Regions from separate parts of the Mus musculus genome. Here regions 1, 2 and 3 are each linked to region 4. A link is a contact called in public HiChIP or PLAC-seq data. All regions are on one chromosome and are shown on one strand. Each heading gives the region's core, a stretch centred on a gene start, on an enhancer-like site or on the middle of the called end of the contact. The rest is flanking DNA. Distances are from core to core; before and after follow the strand shown.

Evidence for each region. HiChIP or PLAC-seq counts read pairs in DNA pulled down with a chosen protein or histone mark.
Region 1: an H3K27ac HiChIP or PLAC-seq map of neural progenitor cells shows a contact between it and region 4, with 6 times the contacts expected there. The contact joins two enhancer-like sites. A contact is called at or near these places in 1 of 15 datasets of contacts at CTCF or cohesin (the NIH/3T3 cell line), 4 of 484 Hi-C or Micro-C datasets (the HL-1 cell line, embryonic fibroblasts, nephron progenitors and 1 more), 7 of 115 datasets of contacts at active chromatin or transcription factors (embryonic fibroblasts, epiblast stem cells, fibro-adipogenic progenitors and 4 more) and 1 of 9 other capture datasets (embryonic stem cells).
Region 2: a contact with region 4 is called in an HNF4G HiChIP or PLAC-seq map of pancreatic cancer cells. The contact joins two enhancer-like sites. A contact is called at or near these places in 2 of 15 datasets of contacts at CTCF or cohesin (both in the NIH/3T3 cell line) and 3 of 115 datasets of contacts at active chromatin or transcription factors (embryonic stem cells, pancreatic cancer cells and trophoblast stem cells).
Region 3: an HNF4G HiChIP or PLAC-seq map of pancreatic cancer cells shows a contact between it and region 4. The contact joins two enhancer-like sites. A contact is called at or near these places in 1 of 15 datasets of contacts at CTCF or cohesin (the NIH/3T3 cell line), 1 of 484 Hi-C or Micro-C datasets (nephron progenitors) and 1 of 115 datasets of contacts at active chromatin or transcription factors (pancreatic cancer cells).

Annotation. Positions count from the first base shown.
Region 1 is chr7:89,772,146-89,774,894 of GRCm38.p6, reverse strand. The region is part of intron 3 of Me3 (malic enzyme 3, NADP(+)-dependent, mitochondrial); the gene reads right to left. Among named protein-coding and RNA genes, the nearest start is that of Ccdc81, 130 kb to the left of the region's middle. Within about 2 kb of position 1,429, at least 76 of the 459 cell types and tissues checked have an H3K27ac peak or open chromatin away from gene starts, as enhancers often do. A contact at or near this core is called in neural progenitor cells and pancreatic cancer cells, where this site is marked.
Region 2 is chr7:89,808,264-89,810,976 of GRCm38.p6, reverse strand. All of the region lies in intron 6 of Me3 (malic enzyme 3, NADP(+)-dependent, mitochondrial), which reads right to left. Among named protein-coding and RNA genes, the nearest start is that of Ccdc81, 94 kb to the left of the region's middle. Within about 2 kb of position 1,371, at least 33 of the 459 cell types and tissues checked have an H3K27ac peak or open chromatin away from gene starts, as enhancers often do. A contact at or near this core is called in the NIH/3T3 cell line, pancreatic cancer cells and trophoblast stem cells, where this site is marked.
Region 3 is chr7:89,698,501-89,701,200 of GRCm38.p6, reverse strand. The region is part of intron 1 of Me3 (malic enzyme 3, NADP(+)-dependent, mitochondrial); the gene reads right to left. Among named protein-coding and RNA genes, the nearest start is that of Me3, 67 kb to the right of the region's middle. Within about 2 kb of position 1,255, at least 31 of the 459 cell types and tissues checked have an H3K27ac peak or open chromatin away from gene starts, as enhancers often do. A contact at or near this core is called in pancreatic cancer cells, where this site is marked.
Region 4 is chr7:89,559,733-89,562,432 of GRCm38.p6, reverse strand. No RefSeq gene overlaps it. Among named protein-coding and RNA genes, the nearest start is that of Prss23, 43 kb to the right of the region's middle. Within about 2 kb of position 1,287, at least 89 of the 459 cell types and tissues checked have an H3K27ac peak or open chromatin away from gene starts, as enhancers often do. A contact at or near this core is called in the NIH/3T3 cell line, neural progenitor cells, pancreatic cancer cells and 1 more, where this site is marked.

The sequences.
Region 1 (2,749 bases), core at 180-2,679, 210 kb before region 4:
GTTTAGGGCTAAGCACTCCACTTTTTATTTATTTATGCTTAGCACCTTGTGAACTCATAGGTCTCTGTCTTCATCACACTTCATGAAATAGAGGAGAGGCTGCTCTGATTAAGGTCAAGAGTGATAACTGTTTGGCGTTAGTTGCCAAGTTGGCCTTGGTGAAATTTCCTGGCATGGCATGAGTAGTGCCAAAGTGAGCTTGTGCAGTCTAGGCTGGCCTCTAATAAACTTATTATGTAGTTGAGGATGACCTAGAATTCCTGATTCTCCTACCTTTCCCCACAGTGTGCTGGGATTACAGATGTTATGATGCTAGGGAACAAATCCAGGATTTCATAGATGCTAGTACTCTGCCAACTAAGCTAGATCTGTTAGAGTTTCCTGAGGGTAAATGCAGGTGAAGTTTCCCCCATCTATGGAGGCCTGTGAGTTACATCTTTGTCTCCAGTTTCCATCAGGAGGCAGGAAAATTTTCTTGACGTTGAGAATTCAATTACATTGGAGAGAAAGCAAAACAAAGATAGTGTTCACTCTTGAGAATGTTATTTTTTTTTTTTGAGAAAAAGTCTCTTAACCCTTATCTTGAGGTTTTGCAAGGGAATGACCCTTACACAGGTCCTAAAATAGACTTGGAAATAAATGACAACCCCAAACAACAAAACCCATTGAAATCCATAGCATTCATTTAGACTTCTTGGCACTGAGTCCAACACAAAAGGAAGACTTAATTAAAACAGGGTCAATTGCATCAGGCAAACCTCTGCAGTGGGCTCAGGAGGAGGGACCTGCACTTTCAACTCCATAACAAAGACTCATTGTTGACAGAAAACCACCATTCCACACATTTTTGGCTGGAAGGCAGCCTGTCCTCTGAAAAATCCACAAGAAGCTATTTTTAAAGCCCATTAGCACTTTGTTAAAGTCAGCTGCATACAGGAGAAACAATCTAAGACACGTAGGAACGGGATCTGCAAACCCTGAACCCATTGGGGACTCTGCAGACCAGATACCTACAGATTGTGAAGGGAAGACAAGACCCATGGTGTGTGCGACTTGGCTGCAGTGGGAGACAGGGTGCCTACAGACAGGGCAGGTGTCAGTGGGGGGTCACTCACACTCCATTGTTGGTTGTACTTTCACTCTTGAGGAACAGTTTATTTAAGCACCCTGAAGCGCCATAGCTTATTTCCTGTACCCTGGACTGCCCATCCTGTTTGGAGTCCACTTCCCTCTGAGGTGGGACTTTACAAAGGAAGTAGATGGGTGTGTTCCCATCCCCACCCAATGGAGGGCCCCTTTCCTTCTGACCTTCTTAGATGACAGTGAACAGTGAGTGAACTTGTTTTGGGTGTGAGGCTTAAAGTCACAGGCAATGATTTTTATCTAAGTGACACCAGAGACTGGGCCTTGGAGTGGGTAGGAATTATCTTGAACTCGCACACTTAAGGTTAATCATTACCTTTAGCTGGCATGGCTTCATGTAGTATGGTTTGTGGGAAGCATAATACTGGGCACATGGGATGCAAGGACAAATGTATTTGTCTCTGGTCCAGAGGGCATTCTAATTTAGGATCAGAAAAAAAATATAGCATAATAGAGTAAATAATGAAGTCATTATTGGAGGGTTAAAGATAAGCGTAGAATACTGGAACAGCTAAATCTCAGCGTGAAAAGGTGGAGTTGACTCAGAAAGCCAATTGGCCATTTCTTTTCCTGTTTCTCCTCCTGGCTGCTATAGAATAGGTTTCCTTAAGTAGATTCAGCATTACAAAAAGAGCCATAGTGCCGCCCGCTTCCAGTGATTCCCAGGGGTGTGGACTTATGCAACTGTATAAGCACAGTATTCCGTTAGGTGGCCAGTCTCTTTTTCTCCTTCCTTGAATGTGGGTCTGGAGCAGTGAAGACAGGGCAGGAGAGATTTCCCACCAGCCATAGGCTTGTGAGATTATTGGACCTTTCTCAATCTGTTTCCCCATCTGCAAAATGAAAGCAGTAGATCGATCACATAACTACTAAAACTCTATGGCTAACTGTCTACAATCTATCAGGGCTCACATAGGTCCCTGGAACCATTGTAATAACTTGGATTTGAAGCCAGACAGACTTGGATTTTAACCTCAGATCCAGTGCAACCTGGATTGTTCATCTCTAGAATGAAGCTGGAGTCATTAAATCCACCTTGTTCGATTAAGGATATCCATGCACATCAACACAGCACCATAGCAAAACAGCTTCTTCTTTTCTTCTTCTTCTTCTTCTTCTTCTTCTTCTTCTTCTTCTTCTTCTTCTTCTTCTTCTTCTTCTTCTTCTTCTTCTTCTTTTTCTTCCTCCTCCTTCTTCTTCTTCCTTCTTCTTCTTCTTCTTCTTCTTCTTCTTCTTCTTCTTCTTCTTCTTCTTCTTCTTCTTCTTCCTCCTCCTCCTCCTCCTCCTCCTCCTCCTCCTCCTCCTCCTCCTTCTTCTTCTTCTTCTTCGTCTTCTTCTTCTTCTTCTTTTTATTAGATATTTTCTTTATATACATTTCAAATGCTATCCCAAAAGTTCCCTATACCCTCCCTCTGCCCTGCTCCCCTACCCAACCACTCCCACTTCTTGGCCCTGGCGTTCCCCTGTACTGGGGCATAAAAAGTTTGCAATAACAAGGGGCCTCTCTTCCCTGTGATGGCTGACTAGGCCATCTTCTGCTACATATGCAGCTAGAGATAAGAGCTCTGGGGGTACTGGTTAGTTCATATTGTTGTTCCACCTATAG
Region 2 (2,713 bases), core at 122-2,621, 250 kb before region 4:
TGACTTCCGTTATGCTGTGAACCATGTGTATCTCTGTGTATGTGTGTGTGTGTGAAAGAGAGTGAGAGGGACAGAGACAGAGACAAGGATATGCCTTTCATGGAGCATAGATGGCTTCCTTTGTACTGTAAAGGTCTATACAATTATGCTTTCCTTTTTACTTGAACCCACGCAGCTTAAGAATCCACAGATTTAGAATTGTGAAGCTAAGATTGGTCATGGTGGTGCACGCCTATTCAGGAATCAGAGGCAAGTGGATTTCTGTGAACTCAAGGCCAGTCTGGTCTATAGACTGAGTTCTAAAACAGCCAGGGCTACTCAGAGAAACCCTGTCTCTACAATTCCCCACCCCCATCCTGCCTCCAAAGGCCTTAGAATTTGTGGAACTAAAAGGAAAAGAGGTGACTTTGTTTCCTGGCCTGCCAAGAGGTGGAAGCTGCTGGTAACATCAGACAGTGTTTAAGTCAGATGGAGCTGGGCTTCCACATGCATTCGTAAACTAGAGAATTCCCTGTAAGTAACAGAAATAAGAAAAATAAACAAAAACCGTTGAGGAGAACTTGGCACATCAATATGTGGTACTCAGATATGATGCCTCAGGTCCTACCACATAAGAGCGAGAGAAGGAATGCTAGAATGGCGAGTGCTTGGAATGCCAATTTGTCTCTACTTTGGAAACTGTGCTCAGCTTTCTATTGTGGTTCACAGATTTTTATTTTATTTTATTTTATTTTATTTTATTTTATTTTATTTTATTTTATTTAATTTTATTTTATTTTGAGACAGAGTTTCTTGTAACCCATGCTGGCCTAGAACTCACTATATAGAACTCATATACCTTGACCTTCTGATCATCCTGCTTAAATGTTGGTATTACGGTTGTGTGGGATTGAACCCAGGGCCACAGAGCATGGAGGCAAATCACTCTACTAACCTAGCTTCTTCCCAGCCACTGTAGTTCACAGACTTAACTGGATATTGCTTTGCCTTGGTGGGTCTTCCTCAGTGGCCAACCTTCAGGATAGGGTCTGCGCCTTATCAATACTTCCCGCTCAGAATCTATAGACAGGTCAGTTTGTAAGGGAAAGGTGAAAGAGGAAGCCCTTTATTGTCAGGATGTTTGGGCAGGGATGTGGACATTGAAGGCAGGAGTCACAGTTTCTCATGGTTCTTTCTTAAAATGCAGTGTGTTTGGCTTCAGGACTCCTGACTCACCCTTAGACCAGGCAATCTGTCTCCAGACTAATACATTCCCAGGAGTACCTGGGGGAGACCAGCTCATTTTCCAACTACAATATCTACAGAAACATCTGTTCTAGCTTGCTAGAAAGTCAAAACAATGACCTGTCAAGCCATCATCTCTTCTGCTGAAGGACACATTCCTGTTGGCTGATGCACACCCTTCCCTAAGGGTTCACCCTGGACTGCCTGTGTGTTTGTGGAGCTGTGAATTGATTTTGATGACGATTTGAAGAGCCTCTTACATCCTAGTTTATTTAACCTTCTCACATGAATAGCAAGACTTCTCTTTGAGGAAATCATAGAACGACTACTGACTCATAAGCTAGCAATGAACCCTGGAAACAGGAAGCCAAAAAATAGGCTCTCTAAAGCAATCTCACTCCCTTTGGTCAGGTCACAAAGTGTTATAGAAAACATCCTGCATGTGGAGTGGATGGACTGGGTTCACCTCAGAGTCCTGCAAGGTACTCTGAACTGAGACAGTGACCTTGTCATCTAGAGACCTGCCAGCCAGCATGGCACTCTCTCTCTTTTTTTTCTTTTTTAGCATGACCCCAGCCAGTTCTGAGGCTGAGGCAGATTTAATTTTTTCTCAATCCGAGTTTATACCATTTTAATTACGTGCAAGTATTAAGGGCAGTCAGTGCAATGAGGAACAAACAAGACAATGAACACAAATAGTCAAGGAACAAGCCAGGCTATAAACAACATACCATGATCACTCCCCGTGATCACTGTATCCAAAGGCCCATCAGGATGATCAAAACATCTGAGCCTACTTCCCTGTCCGGCCTAAAGTCATATTCAGGCTTGAAGCCTACTTTTTTTTTTTTCGAGACAGGGTTTTTCTGTATAGCCCTGGCTGTCCTGGAACTCACTTTGTAGACCAGGCTGGCCTCTAATTCAGAAATCCGCTTGCCTCTGCCTCCCGAGTGCTGGGATTAAAGGCGTGCGCCGGATTGAAGCCTACTTCTTTTGTTCCACCCTAAGATTAAGATTCCTGCTTGAATTTACTTCTTTGTCATGCCCTTAATGTCAGATTCCTGCCTGAAGCCCATTTCCTTGTCCTTGACCAATGTCAGATTCCTGCCCAGTGGTCCCCAAAGGCTCTCCACATCTCCCCCTTTTTTATTTCATAAATAAGACTGCGCCTTCCTTACCTGTTGTGGAGTTAGCATTATCGAAAGCAATGCCATTCTGTCTTAGGTTGGTAAGGCTCTGTGCCAGCCTGTTAAATTAGTAACTCTGTTTGGGGGTTCATTTTTAGTTTCAAGCCAGCTTCATGGTATTCTTAAGAGGTCAAACTAGAGTAATGGAGTATGGAGACACATTCAAGAGCATGTGCAGCTTTAGCCCATTCATAGGATCACTACCAAAACACCAAACAACATATCCTAGAGTTCCTTCCGTGACAGAGAACTCATATCCAGAATTCAGTGTATTGTGGCACTCACTTTATGCCTACAAGGGC
Region 3 (2,700 bases), core at 6-2,505, 140 kb before region 4:
AGAGTACATTTCAGAGGAAAGACTCTGTCTTTCCACTCTCCTAGTGCTGTCTGAACCAATGAGAACAACACCATTGTCATGTGGCTCATATACAGCAATGATTGGTTACGTCGCTCCCTAATGCCTTATGCAACCATGACAGCAGCCACAAATTAGAACAGAATTACTTTCACAGGCATGGAGCCTGAGGGGTCACTTGGTCCTAGTCACATTCCTGGCTCTAAGTACACTATTTACCCCCTAGACCTTTGACATGCTGTGTGCCTTAGAGTAAGGGAAATATCTCAAGGTCTGGTTTAGAAGACTCTTGATGAAGTGGGATCAACTTTGCCAGCAGTAGCTCACTACAAAAGAATGAGGGCATCTCTGGCCACTTACAGCCAAGTGCCATCCTAAAGGACAGCCAGTGAATTGTCCCCAGAAGCTGTCTCAGGGTGCTTAGGGGGTTGTCACTTTCCTCTCTATAAGGGAAGCTCATTATGTTTCAGGAGTCTGACAACAAACATCCCTGACAACCCAGTGACTAATGGTCCCCAGATGCTGCTCAGGGGTCAGTTCTCCTTCAGATCTAATGGCAAACCCTTCATTACACACTGGGAAGTGACCTTAATCCACAGTGCTGATGACTCTCCCAGCCGAAAGAGTAGAGGGATTTCAGGATGGTGACATGCATGGTGCCTTTGCTTGGTAATCACTTGACTTGGAGGCCCGTTGTCTGGAAAAATCTTGCTTTAAATTAACGAATGTTTACCTTCCTGCCTTGATCAGCCCTACTGCTGATCAAGAATACATAAGTAGGTGAGTTGCTGTTTGTGGTATATAAACTCAGCAGTTAATGCCAAGCTGGGCTTTGCCTAAAAGTCACCCTGGCACTAATGACATGAAAAGGAGATAAGGTTTGGTTTCTCATAGACCAAAGGTTTAGTTCTGGTTTGGCCCCTTGTGGGCTTTACTATGGCTGCTGCTGCTGCGGCCATCACTCTGGACTGCAGTGCAGACTTCTTTCCATAGTTGGGTGTGGGACTCCAATCAACATTTCATTTTGAAATGACTTGCTGAGTAAATTCTGTCAGTTTCACACATTCACAGCCATTACGACATTAAGCAATCTAGCCTCCCGTAAGGATGATCTCAATTGCAAATGCGATTGTACTTCTTTTCATTTAGGATCATCTGGCCACAAGTTACTTCACAGGCTTACTGGCAGGCCTGAGAGTGGCCCAGCATTTCACAGGGCTCTGAATTGGCTGGCCTCCATTTCAATTGGTTCAGAGCCATGCCATACTCAGCATTAAATAGTTTGCAAATCACCCTAACCTCTACTTCTACCATTACTTGGATGGCTTCAAGGGAAGTCATTCCAGGACACACAGGGTGCCTTCAATGACCCGAGCTCTTCTGTGTTGTCACACCTTTGCTGCCCCACCCCCCAGCTTACTCTTCTTGTCACTCAACACTCTGTGCAGCCTTCTCTGACTTCATCTTCTCTCCCTCCCCCACCATGCACTCCATTAATCATTTCCTTCTGATTAAGACATGGCTCTTTTGTTTTTCTAGAGAGGGAAAATGTACCCACAAAGAGCCAAATCGATAGCTTTAGAAAAAAAAAAATGAACCAGGAAAGAAGTGCTTAAGAGAGATTTGCAGATCGTTAGAGGGGGAACATTCTCTCCACTCCCTTCTGTGAGGCTCATGTATATCAAGTTTTCCAGTTTCCAGTAGACTGTGTCCAGAGATACGGAAATCAGTGTTTTTTTTTTTTTTTTTAAATCTGTTCTTTCATGATTTCATGCATGTAAATAATACATTTTGCTAATATACACCCCATTATCTCTTCTAATCTTCACACTGCTGAACCCTTATATCCAACAAGCTCCCCTGAACTTCTGTGTCTTTTCTGTGCCACGTACTGAGTTTAGTTAAGGTTGCTTATAGAAGCATGGGTGTGGGATTATGTAATGGACATGGGCAATGTTCCAGTGGCTATACCATGTAGTCAGTGAGTTTTAACAAAGATTATTATTATTATTAGACAAAGTTAATCTTGGAATAAACTCAATGTGTCCTTGATCTAATTTTGAGAACAGTTCCAGGCCAAGTCTCCATTCTGCTTGATAACACTGCAGCATTAATCTCATCTGCTATCTGTCCTTCAGAAAGGGAATGGAGCTCTAGAGCCATTTTCTAGATACCTGGGGGATGGGCATGCTCAAGGTACATCATACACTTGTGTGGAAATGGCTTTGTAACACCCTAACTCTTGTGCTAGCAAACCCCCATGTGCCTATTGGTTATTTCCCAACTGCTTGGCAGTAGGCAGTAATTTAGGGGACATAAACATATTCTGACACAGAACTGAGTCCAGTAGAAGCATAAGTAGTATGTTCCTTAAATATGTTTATGGTATAGAATGAAAGAACCAAAGAACAGAGAAGGTGTTTGTCAAATATTAATTTTGCAATGAGCCTAACTCTAAATCAGCTGTAGCAAAGAGATCGAGAGACAAGGCCTGTGTCTCTGCATCTTACGTACCACTTGCTCAATTTAGAAAAAAATCCTCAAGAGGGGCCACTGTGGGGGCTGAACACCACTCTACAGTGAAATCCCATTCTAGCAAAACTAAATCTCATGGGATCTGAACAGTCTGAGCTGTGTATGATTGGAGTTTGGGAAAGAATCCTGGGGCTTTGTATGAGGCTT
Region 4 (2,700 bases), core at 38-2,537:
GCATCCCCAAGAGGCCCAGAGCAGCCCAGAACAGGACTCTTTTCTTGGGGCCGTCCCTGGGGTCCCTTTTTAGGACCTCTGTCTCATAGTTCCCTTGACCCTGACAGATGTGTTCCTATTTCTGGTGCCACTTGTAGCACTGAGAAGCAGCGCATCTCCAGTCTCCCTCTCAGAATCCCCCCACTCCTTCAGCAGGCACTTGCAGACAAGATCAAAGATAACCCTGTAGTGTTCTTTTCTGGTGTTCTCTACTTCTAGTGCATGGGAAATTACTGCATCCTTGACATGAAAACCCTCTAGATGTATATATAGTACAAACCCACCCAGCACACTACTCTGGCTCTTTTCTCTTTCATTGTCCCTTTAGGAACAGGAGTTAGAACCCAACCCTGGTCTACTTTCACAGGAATGCTTCAAGCGCCTGTTCTCTGTGCTCTCAGCTAAAGGAAATAGATTGGTAGCTTACCTCTCCTCTCTACAGAGAGAGTGGTAACAGTTTCCATCCTTATTTTCTATTCTTGATCTGGCTGAAGGCCAAGACTGAAGATGCATAAGTCTCTTTCCAGCGTCTTAACTGTTTGAATTTATTTTTGAATCTTAATATTTATTATAATGGAGTCTGAGATAAACCAGGGACAAAAAAAATCCCATTTCAAAATCTTAATATTCACTATTGAAATAGGACCTCAGATTAAGAACCGGAAAAAAAAAAAAAAGAACCGGGTATCCCAGAAGATGGCCAAATGAACTATGTCCTGCAAGCAAGCAGAAATTGGGGAGTGCCAAATTATTCTCTAGATTCAGTCTACAGTATTTATGAAGTAAGCTACCAAGCTTAGTGCTCACATTCCTAGGGAAATTTTTATCCCAGGATTTACTGTAATGTGCTCAACACTTAAACTAGGAATGTGAAGTTGTATTCATTTTCTTAGCATAGCTGAGAAAAGACAAGCTCAGCGAGGATCCGTGTTTCTTCATTCAGGATTTTTACCCTATATGCACGATGCTATCCCACTAACACAGAGGCTATGCACACACTGGATTCATGCTGGGTCATGAGAAATGGTGAGGATGTTGGTGAGTCTAATGGTTTCTTATCCATGGTCCACAAACAGACACCACTAACTAGCAGACAAGTGCTTTTACAAGTCAAAGAAGAAAAGTGCAACTCGCCCTGGCCCTCCAAAACATCATTGGTTGTTTGTCCCCACCATATAAAGCCATGCCCAGGATCCCTGCAGTCAAGCTCTGAGCCCTGCGTGGGATGTGAAAACTGAGTCACATGGCAGTGACTCACTAGCTTGCGACCACACAATGAGTCAGACAAGAAAGGCCCAGGGACACTCTTTTAAAAGTCTAAGTTATGCAAACTGTCTCTTGGAGAACCACCCTTGAAGGAGAGAAGGCTCCATGGTAAATGGGTGGGAAGACTTGTCAAGACTCCCATCCCATATCCTAGAATAATGACATGCATCTGAAATCTTGGAACTTTCTGCAATAGATTCTAATGCTGTCAACAAATTCATTATTCCCTTATACCCACTGATGGTCCCTACGGACTGGGCCCAGCTTATTCCCATTCACCAGCTGATTGTGCTTCAGCTCTTACAAAACCCAGAGTCAGTCTCAGGATACAGCAGAGGCAGGACACAGCTTTGTTACAGAGTCCATTCGATGAGATCTTGAGCCAACAGTTTACTCTACTTCCAAAAATAAAAACAGAAGTAATGGTATACCTAAGAGACTGCACAAAAAAAAAAATAAGTGAGGCATTATTTATAAATCATATGAATCAACTTGTCTTGTTTGATCATTGAATACATGTATTATTCACTAAACACTGTGTGATGACTGGAAAGAGAGCAGTGACCAGCTAGAGACAACCTGAGGATCAGGTTTCTTCTTCAGCCACAGCCTGGCTGAAGAGGAGTATCAGGCTTTGACTCCCTCTGGATGTGAAAAAGATGAGAGAGAAGAGAGCTGATGTTCTACTGGTAATGCGTTTTATGACCTCTGTACAATCACGTCTGCCCCCTGAGCTTCAGTCCCCTCACCCACGAGCAATGCGGGCTGTTTTGTGCTCCTGTTCTATATTTCAATGTCTGATGCGCAGTGTGGAGCACGAGCCTGAAATTCAGGTCCCTAGGCTCCTCCGCCAGTGAGCAATCCCTGGTCCTGAGTTTATTTTACAACCTTCCCTGAAATGCAAGGTTAAATTTTCCCAAATGTTATGAATATGAAGATGCATTTTATGTCAATTAATTTTAAAACATGAGTATTGATGCATTTTATGTAGTTAGTTTGAAAAATACAAAGAACTGAAAACTACTTATTAATGTATTAAATTTTGAGATGCATTTATATTCTATCAATTTCACAATATACAGTACTCAACACTCTGTGATCGTGGCTACCCTCTAATAATTTGAGAAGGGTATATAAGTTTGAGAAATAGTGTTCTTTGTGTAGGTAGGAAACCATGCTATTTATTAATAATCTAGACAGTGTTTGACACCCTTTGCATTAATGTGTCATAATACTCCTCTCCTGGGCACGTAGCCACAAGTTCTCTGTGAATTCCTATCTCGTGACTAATAATTTATCATTCTAACTGGAGACCTTTTGGGCATTTGGCTAGACACTGGGTCCTTTCCTCATACTTCAAATCTAAAAGGGAATCTTAGCTGTGGACGAGCTAGG